Regions from separate parts of the Mus musculus genome. Here regions 1, 2, 4 and 5 are each linked to region 3. A link is a contact called in public HiChIP or PLAC-seq and promoter capture Hi-C data. All regions are on one chromosome and are shown on one strand. Each heading gives the region's core, a stretch centred on a gene start, on an enhancer-like site or on the middle of the called end of the contact. The rest is flanking DNA. Distances are from core to core; before and after follow the strand shown.

Region 1 (2,744 bases), core at 49-2,548, 570 kb before region 3:
CATAACAGTAACAGGATTCTCTTAGAAATTAAATGCAGCCGCATACGTGAAAGTACTTAGCTGGTTTCTGGCACACGGGTCGCTCTGAATTCCTTTTCCTTCCTCTCCATATAGCCCCATGCCCTTAGCACTGAAAGTAGATCCTGAACACCTTGGTCAGACAAGCCCACTGGGAAATCTAACCTTTAAGCGATCTGTACTTTCACAGATCAGAATTGAGCAGAGCAATCTCCCTAGAAACAGCCTGCCATGCTGGCGTCTTGTCCCACATTGCTAATGACCAACAGTACCAGCCATCAGCACTTGCCAGCTAAGCCAAAGGGGGCTTTTAAATCTGCACTGATTGGATGCCATGGGGCTGGGTTGACAAGTAGCCTCCTGCTCCATTTCTAGATGCGAGTCAGTGAATTAATAGCTTGCCCCATTGTTTTCTAACACAGCCAATTAAGTGAACAGTCTGAATGTTTTGGCCAGCAGGCGGCAGCCTTTGCTAACATAATGGTCGGTACTCCTCTGTCTGGCAGAACCCCACCAAAAACTGGGTGCCTGTGAGGTTTACATGGTGTAGCCTTTAAATTGGGACGGGGCACAAATCTTGGCAGATAGAATTCCGAGAACTGGAATGGGGGCAAACCCCGTGTTGGTTTTTATCCATCTCCAGCTGAAATGGAGAGTTTTGATTCAATTGTGAACGCAAGTCAAAGATAATTTGCAGCTCCCACTCGGGACAGCTAGAAACACTGCTCACACTCTTCATTGCTTTAAAACTGCAGTAACTGTGGAACCTGCTGCTAGCTCTTGTTATTTAGCACATTAATATAGAAGTACACATAGAACCATATCACATATCTGTTGGTTTTGTTTTGACATTTTAATACCTACCTTTTGATACCACTGGCTTGCTTTGAGTTGTTATAGACGGTTTTATTTAGTTTTAAGTGTATTTACTTTAAAGCATTTTTTTTAATGATGAGAAATCTACAGACTTCACCACTCTGTCAATAGGTCCATAATTTAAAACCAGTACCAAGAGCATCCAGTGACAAGGCTACCAGAACAGTCTCTAGAAAAAAGAGGATCAAAAGATTTTTTTTTTCTTTTTTGTACTCAGTAGCTGTGACTTTACTCTTATCCTTCCATCTTTTCCAAAGATGTGTGCCATATCTGTATGAAACTGTTTGCAGCGACGCCTGGCAGAGTACACTTTAACCTCAGGGTGAGATTTTGGCGTATTCAGATCACATTACTAACAAAAGCTTCAGTGTCTAGGATGCCTGCCATCCCTGCCTAGGGAAGGAAGAGGCACCCGCTCTTCCAGCTGCTTTCACATCTTTGTTCCGCTTGATTTATTGCCAGGGCTCAGGGATCCCCGTCGACAATTACTTCCTTTTCGGCAAGAAGCCCTGCGTTCCCTCGAAGCGTCACTTCTAGAATCTAGTCTCCTCTTCTTCCTCCCTTAAGAAATATTCTGAAATATGTTTAATAGGAGGGGGAAAAGTGTTCTTAAACACCCCCCTCCCATCTTCTTGTTTCCTTTCTCCCAAGTAAGGGAAGCCACACTAATTGGGCAGACCCAGCCTGGGGCTAGGTACATTGTCCATTTTCCTGATACTTTATCCCTGAGTGTTGTCATGGAGACTACAGGAACCAAACAAGTCCACTGGAGGAATGTTACCTAACACTTTCTCATTCTTGGTCGCTGAACCATCTTCCCAGCTGGATCTTCCAACTGCCTCTATCCCCACTGCTCCCCAGCCTTGCTTTTTCCACCCCTAAGTAAACCTGTTTTTTTCTGCTGTGCTAAAGTACCATAGTCCAGGCAACTTAAGGGAAAGAACTTGTTTTGGCTTACAGTTCCAGAGAGATAAGAGTTCCTGTTGAGTCGGGCGTCATGACGCACACCTTTAATCCCAGCACTTGGGAGGTAGAGGCAGGCAGATTTCTGAGTTCGAGGCCAGCCTGGTCTACGTCTACAAAGTGAGTTCCAGGATAGCCAGGGCTACACAGAGAAACCCTGTCTCGAAAAAACCAAAAAAAAAGTAGAGCCATGGTAACAAGCAGCAGGCACAGCCAGAGTTTGAAGACCAAACTGCAGCCATAAGCACAAAGGGAGAGAAACCAGAAACTGCAGGAGGCTCTTACTTTCAAAGTCCACCCCCAGTGACATACTTCCTGAAGCAAAACCACACCTCTCCAAACACTTTCACCAACCGGGGACTGAGTATTCATACCTGCAATTATTACAGAGGACATTTTCATTTGAACCACTGCTACATCCCGTACTCCCTAAAAAGACACCAACAGCATCTGCAGTGGCAAAAATAACAAAAACAGGAAGATGCTCTCTTATTTCTTGAAGGCTGACGCTGTCCCCGTCATGTGTCCTTTCGACCAGCCATTGAGTATCGGTAGTGCTCACCAAATCTGTATCCATAGGGAAACTGAGACTCCGATCTTTTCCAGAACTTTACACATGTATCCAGGAGAACATTCTGGATTAGGGTGAGTCCTGATTCCATTGTCTGGTTCTTTTGAGATGAGAAGAGGACGTGGAGAGAGGATGAAAATGGGCGCAGTCAGTGGCCATCACAGTTGTGAGCTGAGGAGGTCTGGGACCATCAGAAGCTGGAAGCTGGAAGTGAAGTTTCAGGGGGAACATAGATTGATCATATATTGATTTTTGGAACCATAGATTCCGGAAAGATGAAGGAAAATGATCTAGCTGTTTTGAGACACTAATTTAT
Region 2 (2,700 bases), core at 201-2,700, 590 kb after region 3:
GTAGTTAAATAACAAGCCCAGAAAGACAATATACTTCCTGGATACATTTGTCCTCATCGTCTAACTTGACGGCAGCATCTCAGGCCTCTTACATTTTAATAATTTATAGTGCTACTTTTTAAAGATATTTTTCCAATGAGTTATAAAAGTGCCCTTCCACAATATTCGCCGACAGGGATTTGTTTAGGACTGTATTTCACCATTCAAACCGTGGATTTAAAAGACTTTTCAAAACAAAATAGTTTTAAATTTGTACATAAATTTTATCTATGTCCATGACATTCAACGAACTTATTTTTTTAAGCCTAAGGCATAACTCACAACTAGCTTCCTAGACTTAACAAGGGAAATCACTTAAAAGTTGACACTCCTCTGCTAAGATTCCCAACTTATTTTCACAGTCCTTAACACTGGGGGCGAGTTGTCTACCAATTTACTGTTCATTTTCTAATCTACATTTATCTTCGTCTATAGATTTAAAAGGCTCTCCACTTTTCTGAAGGTTAAAGCCGCAAAGCAAATTCCTGTACTACAAAACACGAATCTGACAACATTCCTCTAAAGCTAACATCGTGTTGTCTCGCAACCAAAGTCCATATTTGGGATAAGCGCTTCGTGACTACTCTTGCCTTCACGCTGTCCTCCTCCTACAGACCCTGCCTCGGTAGAGAGAACGCTGGAGCCAACAAGAACAAAGTGCTCAGATACATCAATGGGTTGCAGAGCTCTTCTTCTACCAGGGTCAGTCGAGTTACTTGGAAAAATAACTGCCATGGGTTACATAATGTACAACCACCAATTTCTAGAGCTGACCACCAATAAATATCTTTCTTCTCCGCACCTCTCCCCATCCCAGCAAACGGCCCTAAGAACACCTAGGATTTCACGCAGGTGTCTGCAATACCACGTCCTTCTCTTACCTGAGGCTTCTTGCAAGACATCCCTTCAGCCCTCACTACCTGTGTCTTGCTCCCGCCTCCTTCCCGCCTCAGCCCGCGCCACCGACACCCTAACGCCCTTGCTAGGGCCCCAAGTTGCCCCACAACACTCATCCCCAAGCCGCCTCGGCAGACGCCTTCTCCTCACGACCCTCCCGAGCTTGCTCCCAGGTCTGCAGGGCTTCGGATCCAACAGTCCTGCTGCCTTCCCACTTCACCTTCGTCAGCTCCCGACTACGGCGTCCGAAGCCGGAGGAGAAATTCCTCTTCACCCGGCACCGTGCGCCCCCCCCCCCGCAACCCCCCCAAGACAGCACCGCCGCCTACCTGTCACCCCGCAGCCTCAGGCTTCCTACCGCCACCGCCACCGCCACCGCCTCCCGCAGCAGCCTGCCAACTGCAGCATAACAACCAGCCTTCTCATTGAGTGGGCCCACGCGCTTAATAACAACCGCTCTCATTGGCTGCGCTATGACTTTGGCCCGCCTCTCGGTGCTCCGCCTAAAGATTCCGTCCTGGAGCAAGACAAACACGGCTTTATCGTCCTTCTCCTCAATATCTTCTACCTCAAGCAGACTCCAGCTGCAAAGTGTGGGAAATAATCTCTACTTCCAGGCTCCTTCATGTCATCTCTACGTTGTCTGGGAGCCTTGCGCCAGTACCGGAACGTTTACCATCTCCCCCATTTTCCTGTCGTAAGAAACTAGAGGAAACAACGTCCGTTTCCGGTTGTCTCCGGCTGTAAGGTTGAATATTGAGTGTCCCGGGAGGTCAGATTGCTGTCAGGTAATTTAGGGAGCTGGTGGGAGACTTCTGGATTACGCATAATCTAAACTTTATCCAGGGAATGCAGAAGTGGAGAGGGCTGAAGGGATCCGATAAGACCGGGAGAAGATCCGGGATCTAGCTAGGGAGCGCCGCTGCAAGGTTCTTGCTGGGCTGTGTTGAGGCGGATGAAGGATGTCTTGAGAATTACGATGGTTGTTAAATCCCAGAGATGTTTTAAACCGCCGCTACCAGATGCAATGTACTCCTCGCCTCCTGGCTTTTTGGGTTGTATTTGAATAGGGTAAAGAACAGCTCAGACCCGAAAATACTTAAAACTAGAAGAAATAATTGCAACGGTTGCTTCACAAGCTTGTATTTTAAGTACGGTTTCCCAAATATAAGTGTTTACGACACAGTGCTTAAGTGAAAAAGAGCAAGTCACAAAATCAAGACTACTGCATAATCCTAGGATTAAGGATTGGATACTAAAGTAATAGCAGTTCATTTGTATTTTCCCATATTTTAATGGTCATCTCAGTTTTTAAATGAGGGAAATTTGAGATACACCCTTGAAAATCCCTGATAAACTGTAAAATTATATGTAATGGATGTAACATTCTTCTTCCTTAGGGAAAGCAAGTCAACATTTCCCCAGTGCTAGATAGAACAAGCCATCGTTAGTGAAGGTTGATCATCACCAAACTTTTGAGTTCACTTCTGACATAGGCAGATAGCATTTAAATTTTCCATAATTATGTGTTCATTCATGGTTGAATCCTTTTTTTTTTCTGTTCTTAAACGGACAGTTCTAAAGGTGAAATAATTTCCTGTTGTTGAGCCCTCAGTGCAGTAGAACTCGCTCATTCTGTGGAAGAGGAGAGAACCAGTTGGATTAGGTTGCCCTCTGACCTCTGCATGAACATCCACACACACACACACACCACACATGACTTTAAAGAAATACTCTTAAAAATAGGAGCCCAGCATGATGCAC
Region 3 (2,890 bases), core at 297-2,796:
TACTACCTGAAGACCCAGCTATACCACTCCTGGGTATATACCCAGAAGATGCTCTAACACATAAGATGCTCCACTATGTTCATATATATATATTATGATATATCTGTACACACATATGTATAATATTATGATATATTATATGTAATATTATAATGTATATCATAATATAATAATAGCCAGAAGCTGGAAAGAACCCAGATGTCTTTCAACCGAGGAACAGAAAATGTGGTACATTTCTACAACAGAGCACTACTCAGCTATTTAAAAACAATGACTTCATGAAATTCTTAGACAAATGGATGGAACTAGAAAACCTGAGTGAGGTAACCCAGTCACAAAAGATCACACATGGTACACACTCACTGACAAGTAGATATTAGCCCAGAAGCTCAGAATACCCAAGATACAATTCACAGACCACATGAAGCTCAAGAAGAAGGAAGACCAAAGTGCTCCAGTGCTTCTTAGCAGGGGAAACAGGCTACTCACAGGAGGAAATACAGAGGCAAAGTGTGGAGCAGAGAATGAAGGAAAGGCCATCCAGAGACTGCCCCACCTAGGGATGACAAGGTTCTTTTTAAAAGATTTATTATTTTATATGTATATTTTGCCCGAATGTACGCATGCATGTATGTATGTACACCATATGCATATCTGGTGCCTGCAGAGGCCAGAAGAGGACATAAGATTCCCCAGAATTGGAGTTACAGATGGCTGTGAGCCACCATGTGAGTGCTGATAACTAAACCTGGGTCCTTTGCAACAAATGCTCATGACCTCTAAATGCCATATTTGTAGTATTTATTTATTTATTTAGGTTTTTCAAGACAGGGTTTCTCTGTGTAGCCCTGGCTGTCCTGGAACTCACTCTGTAGACAAGACTGGCCTCGAACTCAGAAATTTGCCTGCCTCTGCCTCCCAAGTGCTGGTATTAAAGGTTCCCAAGTGCTGGTATTAAAGGTATGCACCATCACTGCCTGGCTTCTATTTGTATTTTTAATATGATGGAACAGAGCAGTTTTTTAAAATATCGTTTCTCGAAATTCTACATATATATATTATTATTAACCTTTTGTAAAAAGAACCAAACTGACTTGAAAAATAAGACTAACACATTTTAAAATATAGTTGAAATAGTTTAAAATGCCACTCTGTGTACTCTGCTAAAATGGAGTATCATTGCAGCACTTCCAAGTGCAAAATTGAGAAAGGCTTTTAAGTGAAGTGTAAAGAAGCAAGGATCACAATTGGAAGGCAAGAATGCAGAAACTGGATGCAGACAAATAATCACACAGTGAACAACACAAAGCCCTGCGAAGGACTAGAGGTGCCTGCCAACCCTCAGAGTGTCCCTTTATCCGTGGTGAATGGCCCTCTCTGTCAGGGCTGGTGGAAATGGCTACCAGAAGCTCAGAGAGGCAAGGAGAACCTTTTCACGCTCGCTGCAGCCCGCCCGGCTCACCCAGCCACGCCCACTCGACCCTCTCCAGTACGTCCCGCCCCTTCCGTCTTCCACTTCCGGGTGGCAGCGCATCTTTGCGCCGCCTTCTCGGAATCTGATTGGCTGGAGCATAAACGCTAACTGCCGCGCAGTTTAAACCTGAATCCTGGTCTTCGCGGATTGTCGCGCTTCCCTGGCAAGTGTGGGCACCCACAGCTGAAGGGGTCGCTGGTAGGCGTGGACGAGGCCAGCGCGGCCAGCAAGGCCTGCGAAGCCGGAACCCTTCTCGGTAGCCACTCCTGGCGCCTCAGTCCTCGCCGCCGCGCGTCGGCTTGCAGGGCCGGGACGCGGAGCCGGGACGCGGAGCCGCCTTCGGATCGGGGCGGTAACCTCTGTTCTGACTTTGAGCTCCCAGCTGGGCGAGGGGTCGCCACTAGTTTTCAGGTCAGTACCTGGAGGGAAAGGGATCTAGGTCCTTGTGACCAGGTCTGAAACGGCTGCTTTCGTGTAGGTAAGGATGCACCTACACGCATCTCCAGGGTAGGGCTTCTGCCAGGCTTGTTTCGAACAGAGAACTAATAGCTTGGCCGGGATCTGGGTATTGGGAGCTGACACTTAGAAATGGAGATGTGCTATATGCTAGGGCGTGGCATGGGGGTCCACAGGAGGGAGGAAAGCAGGGTGTGTCATCAGGATCTGTTTATTCCCGCCCCCCTCAGAAGTGGGATCAAAGAATGAGAAGAGGTCACAGTAGAAGGTCTGCCACAGGGCTGTGGATGAGACGGGGGATTGGACTGGAGGGAAAGTTGAAGATCTGCAGCTAGCCTCCTTGTTTCCCTGCTCAGATTGTGAGGTGAAAACCTGCAATTAGCCTACCAGCTTCCCTGCGGTTTTATGGTTTGTTTGTTTGTTTTTGGTGGGGGGGGGGGGCGAAACTTTAGAACAGTTGAACTTTACTGTTGAAACGTTCCTAGTGAACTTCCTCCCCGTTGCAGAAATTCGCCCCCCGCCCCCAACCATCTTCTCGGTCATTTGCTTAACAGCTTTCCACATCTGCTCAATGCTTTCAAACATGACCATTTCAACATTGGGCAGATTTTTTTTCTACTGAGAAGTTCTTTCATGTGTTCATATATATTTCTATTAGAAATGTTTATCCAAGGAGCTGCTATGTGCCAGGCACTAAGAGTTCAGCAGAAAACACATTTAATAGAAACTTCTGCCTGTCAGCATTACCCTAATCTCTGCTCTTCTCCGTGAAGATGTTTGTGATGGCGTTAGGGATGCCTAGATAAATAAGAATCTTTTCATTGGATCCTTATACTAGATCTGCAGACTATGTATAGATTGAGAATTGCAGGTACCTGACTAGGTCACTTTGTAGCCTACTATAGGACCGCTTCCGGGTTGGGAAGAGTTGGAGGGCAGTTAGGGTGAGGAAGGTAAAGA
Region 4 (2,786 bases), core at 270-2,769, 590 kb before region 3:
TCTTCTTTGTTTGTTTTTGAGACAAGATTTCTCCATGAAGCCCTGGCTGTCCTGGGACTTGCTCTGTAGATCAGGTTGGCCTGGAACTCAGAGATCTGCCTGCCTCTGCCTCCTGAATGTTGGGATTAAAAGCATGTGCCACCACTGACCTGTAAAAAAAGACACATCTTAACCTCCTTGTGCAATGTTAGTGAACCATGGTTTTACCTGATCAAACTATAGTATTAGCCCAAAGCATCTCTCTTGAAACATGAACTACAACTTCTTAGTAAACTTAAACTCTGCCTTATATTGACTCAATTAGAAATTCTTCTAGGGTCATCAGTAATCCTGTCTTCTCAAAGGAACACTTCAGGCTGCTCCAGCAGCATAGCGTAGCTGTAGCTACAGATCCTATCTTACTACCACTAATATACTTCAGAGACTTTTTCCCTTAGAATAATCGCCAGAATCCTTACTCTGTTATTCTGATACTTGGACTTTCTTGAAAAGTCCTGAGAGCAAACTTATTTTCTTTTCTTAAATCTAACTGCTTTCTGCTACTTCTTTCTTTAAAAACTAAAGGGAGCCGGGCGGTGGTGGCGCACGCCTTTAGTCTCAGCACTTCGGAGGCTGAGGCAGGCGGATTTATGAGTTCGAGGCCAGCCTTGTCTACAGAGTGAGTTCCAGGACAGCAAGAGCTATACAGTGAAACCCTGTCTCGGAAAAAACAAAACAACAAAACAAAACTAAAGGGCTTAATCCTTAATTATGATTCTGGCTTAAATCAAGGAATGACTTGTACCAGAGGAAACCTACGAGACGATTTCCATTGGTTTCCCTGTTGCAATCCTTCATTAGACTGAAATATCGAGTTTCAAAAATCTAATATCTCGAAATACTCCAGGGGCTGTTAGGACCAAGCAAGAGAAGGGCGAGGGATCCTGAACTAGACTTTAGGAAAAACTCCATAGAAAGGGAGCACGTGAGGTCAGAAAGCCACACGCGCGACCTCTCAGTGAGCTTCGTGCCACCCAGCTTTCTCCGGTCATCCTGCTCCCCAAAAATGTGGGGCCGTTTCTCTCCGGGGCTTTGAATTCCCGAGCAGGGCTACAGGTCCCTTCCGCTCACTCCCTTGACAGCAGAGCGCCTTCTCTTCCCCCGAACAATCTCTGGGTTGCAGGAGAGCAGATGGGCCGCCAGAAGGTACCGGGGTGTCTCCCCTGCCTTTCCGCGGCGGGCCTCCTCACCTGTGGATAAAGATGCTCCATGAACTGCTCCCGGGAGACGCCCCGCAGCCGGGGTACCGGAAGACGCTGCTCAGCCATGGTGAAATTCACAGGCCTGGGAATTTGGACGAGTTCTTCCACGCGTGATTTCCCCTGGAAACACTACTCCGGAAGAAATGGTCCGCGTAGGTGACTGACCCCAGAGGGCGGCGGCTGGTTCGAAGTGCGCACGGCGGGGAGCCCGAGGGCTTCGGCCTGGGCTGAGGGCTAACACAGCCGAAATGAGAGGACTCACCCGAGGCGGCGGCAGCGAGGCGGCCTTGGCTCCACTTCTCCAACCCCGGCGAGCTGGTTTCCCTCCGGCCTGCTTTCAGTACTGCACAGGCATGCAGAGGTGAAAGGTCACAAACATGGCGCTGGCCGCCCGTCTCCTACCTCTGCCCCTGCTTTCCCGGCCGCTGCCCGGCCCGGTCACCCGACTCCGGACTCTCGGTAGCACCGAGGTGAGGCTGACGCTGACTGAAATTTGCTGCCTGTGCCGCCGTCGCCTGGGCTCAAGCGCGGCTCCGATCCCTCGCTACACTCGGGCCTGGACAAGCCCTGCGTTGCGTTCCTGGAGCTCCCGAAGATCCCTTCTCGGCCGGGTAGAACATCCTCCAGCCCTCGCTTCTTTACCCGCTAGTCCCAGCCGCAGCTACAGCACCGAGGAGCAGCCCCAGCAACGCCAGAGAACCAGAATGATCATTCTGGGATTTTCCAATCCCATCAACTGGGTCCGGACTCGAATTTACGCCTTCCTTATTTGGGCCTATTTCGACAAAGAGTTCAGTATCGCTGAGTTCTCTGAAGGGGCGAAGCAGGTTTGTTTGCTCCCCTAACTGACCTCTCTGCCTCGTGCATTCAGCGTTTCCGTGATCAAGTGTTTAGCCATGAAGTTTCTTCATTGCGACCCGTGGTATCCAACGATGGTAGTGACCTAGACACTGAATCTTTCGGCCACTTCAGGACTTTAATAAGCTTCTAAGTGTGTTCGCATGGTCGTCAGGGAGGAGGGGTTCATTCAAGAAACTAGGATGAAGGCCTAAGTTCAAAGCCTGTTTGTCAGTGCCACTCTAAAATTAGTTAATCCTTTGGGTATGATTTTTCCAGAATTAGAAGATTAGAGAAGACAGTGCCTGGCACACATAGTAGGCACTTCATAAGTATTTGTTAAGTAAATCGAATGGAGTAAGTTATGGTGAGGAATAAGATAACACTGCCAAAGTAATAACATATCATTTCAGGTACAAAGGCAGTTTCCTACCAGCTGTTTGACAGATCTGAATTGCCTTCTGCATTCTCTACCTATATATTCTGTCAAGGATAAGAGTTTGCTGAGGCTGCTGGTCTACTTAGTGTCCAGGTCTAGCACACTGGTGATTCCTAGCTCTGACTTTGCCCATCGTGACCTTTCTGAATAGCAAGTGATGTTGCCTTAACAATGGTCACTTTGAATCTCAAGATCATTGACACAGTTTGTGTGTACATGCTTTTCTTTCCAGGAAGACTTTTTAAATCTCCTTTCATTTTCTTAGGTTG
Region 5 (2,700 bases), core at 41-2,540, 520 kb before region 3:
AAATGTCCTTGAGCAAGATCATGGGCTTGGAATTCAGTAAGATTGTAAAAGGTAAGTCACTCCCTTACACAGGAATTTACCATCACTAAGGAAGAAGGAAGTTTCAGACCAAGGGAGAAACCAGAATAGATACTTAGAACTGTAGCAGAGTTACACCCATACACACGTATTTACAATGGCCTAAGGGGAAGGTGGACTATACAAGAGACTAAAATAGGAACTAAGGCAAGGGCGCGAAGCCCTTGACTCTGGCTTCTAAGATTAGTGAATCTTAGGTGGAGCCCTTGTTGATCCCAGCTGTTATCAATGAATTCTATCCCAGGTGGTTCCCGTTAGACCTCTTGTGTTTGCATTCCTCTGTTTTATGTAAGATTCCGGTTACCTCAATTGTACCTTGTGAATATGTCACCCAACTTCCTTATTGTCCTCTGCATAAAAGTCTGATGCTCGATTTGAAAATTACACTCAGATTCCACACGATCTCTCCTGTGTGTGTCTGTTTGTCACTCATTCATCCACGCTTTGCCCACCCGTGACTAGAGACCCGTTCCACACAGACACAGGGACCCAGAGGGTCTGTGGCATGTGTGTGTGTGTGTCGGTGTCTGTGTGTGCTGGGGGATAAAGTTACAGACCAATGTGTGTCACTAAACATGGGTGCTAGGAACTCAATTTGGGTTTTCTGCAAGATAAGGAGGCTCCAATCCATCTTTCCAGCACCCTCTGTAATTTTTAGAGAAACATCAAGAAGGAGAGAAAAGCCAGAGAGAGAGTGCACAGTCCTCTCTTGCTCTGTTTCAGCCATGTAAGCTTATGTGGCTGGACAATTTGGTGGGCAAGGTTTGGAGTGACGGCACTTGTTTGGGTTTCTATACTGCAATGGATTTTTTTCTCTTATTTAGAAATTGCACATGACATTTTGGGAGACTTATAAAATAGAAACATTTTCATTTGGTTCGCGACTCCTAATCTGAACATTTCGATTTACATGCTACACTTATATTACAGTCACCTCCATGATTTAAATCTCGGTCTTTCCTGCAAGTCTTTCTTACCATCTGAGCCCATAATCTATACTTCCACACAAGCCTTCCAGACTGGTTATAACAGAAGGAAAAATGTTGTTGAAATGCAAGCTAGTCATAGCAGTTCCTGCCCTTTGTAAGTCTCCAGTGATGAGTGGCAAGATTGATATTTCTGGAAAAGTATTTATATTGGTTCAGTGCTGGAGATCGATATGAGAGTAGATGGCCCAGAGTCTAACAGCTGGAGAGCATTTGCATGCATCCAGCAGAGCCAGGAGCCACACTGAGGAGAGCTGAATTGCTTTGCATGATCACATGGTACAAATTACTGGTTAGCAATGAAAGCAGAAAAGTAAAACAAGACATGGTAGAATGCTAGGACCTGAATGGCCAGAATTGCTATAAGAATTTAAAAATAAACACACACACACACTTTTTAAAACTCTTATCTTTTCCTTGCTGTGAAAGTTCTCCCCAAAGTCTGAGTGCAGTTTTCCGTGTTCATCTTGTCAGCTAGTATGAAACAGAGTAAAGTCAACAATTATGAGGAAGAAAGAAAAAATGAAAATGAAACTCCAGGGGTGGCAGAATCTATGGTTCAAAAGTGATATTGAAGTAGAAATCTCTGGAATCTTTCAGGGAACTTTAGAAGGGAAAGGAATGTGAAGTTTCCCATAACATCTGGATTGCACATTTGTTCTTTGAACTGTGGGTCGTCTCAGGTGTGGCAAGTATTATTTAATGTGACCATGCTTCTTTTTACTGTCCACAAATCTAGCACAGCAGTGTCCAGATCATATACCTTCAATAAATGGTCTTCAAATCGCTTAACATATTTAGTTGTCATGGATCTGTTTACACCCCCATTTTCTTTATGAAAAGACCCATCCTTTGAAGAAGTGTGGTTGGGATGGAATCTAAGGCTGTTCAGCGCCTCACTTGTGTGACTATTAAATCCACCAAGAGCCAGGAGTCAGGGCATTGAAAGTACTTCATTTTAACAACCCGGGGAAACATATGTACAAACAAGGAGTACAAATACTCATGGCAGAAAACACAATCAAATGAGTGGGATAAAACACGACAATCTTGTGCTTAATAATCAATCGCTCTAGATATTGTAAGGTCATTTTATACAATACTTTCCAAAGGAGAAATATATATATATATATATACATATATATATCATATATTTTGAGAGAGAGTTTTATCCAAAAAGATACCTCTGGTGGGAAAGTGGAGCGAAAGGCTGAGCATATGGCTTAGAACATGGAATCTATAATTAAGCATGCTGGCTTATATCCTGGATCCATCACTTAAAAGCTGTGAAATCTCAAGCAAGTTATTTCCCCTGTCTCAGCCTCCCTGCCTTATCTACAAAACAGAGAGTAACACCTACCTTACAGGACTATCATGAAGTGCCAATGACAGAACCCCCTGGAGTGCTTAGCCTGGAGTGGGCACTCAGTACATGTCAGTTGTTATTGCTGTAATTGTTCCTATTACTTACTGTGTACCAGGTCATTATGGAGAGGCCAGCCAGTGTCCTGGAAAGTTAGCAGGACAAAGTGGCAGATCTGGGTCGTGTGGATCTCTGTCTGCCCCAGGCTCAACTCAGGGCTCTCATAATGGATCCAGAGCACTTCCTGTCTTCTCTGGAGTAGTGGAAGGTTCA

What was found. Promoter capture Hi-C pulls out the DNA fragments that hold promoters and counts their contacts. HiChIP or PLAC-seq counts read pairs in DNA pulled down with a chosen protein or histone mark.
Region 1: an H3K4me3 HiChIP or PLAC-seq map of stem cell-derived neural progenitor cells shows a contact between it and region 3, with 12 times the contacts expected there. The contact joins the enhancer-like site here to the promoter of Sgo2a in region 3. A contact is called at or near these places in 20 of 39 promoter capture datasets (the 3T3-L1 cell line, 3T3-L1-derived adipocytes, the C10 cell line and 15 more), 2 of 15 datasets of contacts at CTCF or cohesin (the NIH/3T3 cell line and embryonic stem cells), 6 of 484 Hi-C or Micro-C datasets (bone marrow-derived macrophages, embryonic stem cells, forebrain and 3 more), 36 of 115 datasets of contacts at active chromatin or transcription factors (the NIH/3T3 cell line, the SCID.adh cell line, bone marrow-derived macrophages and 17 more) and 3 of 9 other capture datasets (adipose tissue, liver and macrophages).
Region 2: a contact with region 3 is called in a promoter capture Hi-C map of pre-B cells, with 2.3 times the contacts expected there. The contact joins the promoter of Ndufb3 here to the promoter of Sgo2a in region 3. A contact is called at or near these places in 2 of 39 promoter capture datasets (erythroid cells and pre-B cells).
Region 4: an H3K27ac HiChIP or PLAC-seq map of bone marrow-derived dendritic cells shows a contact between it and region 3, with 14 times the contacts expected there. The contact joins the promoter of Tyw5 here to the promoter of Sgo2a in region 3. A contact is called at or near these places in 19 of 39 promoter capture datasets (the C10 cell line, the HPC-7 cell line, HPC-7-derived erythroid cells and 12 more), 1 of 15 datasets of contacts at CTCF or cohesin (the NIH/3T3 cell line), 11 of 484 Hi-C or Micro-C datasets (CD4 T cells, CD8 T cells, bone marrow-derived macrophages and 5 more), 50 of 115 datasets of contacts at active chromatin or transcription factors (the 230-238 cell line, the NIH/3T3 cell line, the SCID.adh cell line and 32 more) and 4 of 9 other capture datasets (adipose tissue, liver, macrophages and 1 more).
Region 5: an H3K4me3 HiChIP or PLAC-seq map of embryonic limb bud shows a contact between it and region 3, with 3 times the contacts expected there. The contact joins the enhancer-like site here to the promoter of Sgo2a in region 3. A contact is called at or near these places in 6 of 39 promoter capture datasets (the C10 cell line, cranial neural crest, embryonic stem cells and 3 more), 11 of 115 datasets of contacts at active chromatin or transcription factors (bone marrow-derived macrophages, embryonic basal ganglia, embryonic forebrain and 3 more) and 1 of 9 other capture datasets (macrophages).

Annotation. Positions count from the first base shown.
Region 1 is chr1:57,428,628-57,431,371 of GRCm38.p6, forward strand. No RefSeq gene overlaps it. Among named protein-coding and RNA genes, the nearest start is that of Gm22371, 7.6 kb to the left of the region's middle. Within about 2 kb of position 1,299, at least 93 of the 459 cell types and tissues checked have an H3K27ac peak or open chromatin away from gene starts, as enhancers often do. A contact at or near this core is called in adipose tissue, craniofacial prominence, embryonic forebrain and 9 more, where this site is marked.
Region 2 is chr1:58,584,947-58,587,646 of GRCm38.p6, forward strand. Ndufb3 (NADH:ubiquinone oxidoreductase subunit B3) reads left to right here and starts at 1,451. Exons shown (of 3, transcript NM_025597.3): 1 at 1,451-1,724. It overlaps Fam126b (family with sequence similarity 126, member B), which reads right to left and starts at 1,387. Exons shown (of 13, transcript NM_001310598.1): 1 at 1,266-1,387.
Region 3 is chr1:57,994,428-57,997,317 of GRCm38.p6, forward strand. Sgo2a (shugoshin 2A) reads left to right here and starts at 1,547. Exons shown (of 9, transcript NM_199007.2): 1 at 1,547-1,885.
Region 4 is chr1:57,405,155-57,407,940 of GRCm38.p6, forward strand. It overlaps Tyw5 (tRNA-yW synthesizing protein 5), which reads right to left and starts at 1,520. Exons shown (of 8, transcript NM_001037742.2): 1 at 1,230-1,520. The coding sequence starts at 1,307. Maip1 (matrix AAA peptidase interacting protein 1) reads left to right here and starts at 1,112. Exons shown (of 5, transcript NM_001081181.3): 1 at 1,112-2,068. The coding sequence starts at 1,619.
Region 5 is chr1:57,476,626-57,479,325 of GRCm38.p6, forward strand. No RefSeq gene overlaps it. Among named protein-coding and RNA genes, the nearest start is that of Gm22371, 56 kb to the left of the region's middle. Within about 2 kb of position 1,291, at least 24 of the 459 cell types and tissues checked have an H3K27ac peak or open chromatin away from gene starts, as enhancers often do. A contact at or near this core is called in embryonic limb bud and second pharyngeal arch cranial neural crest, where this site is marked.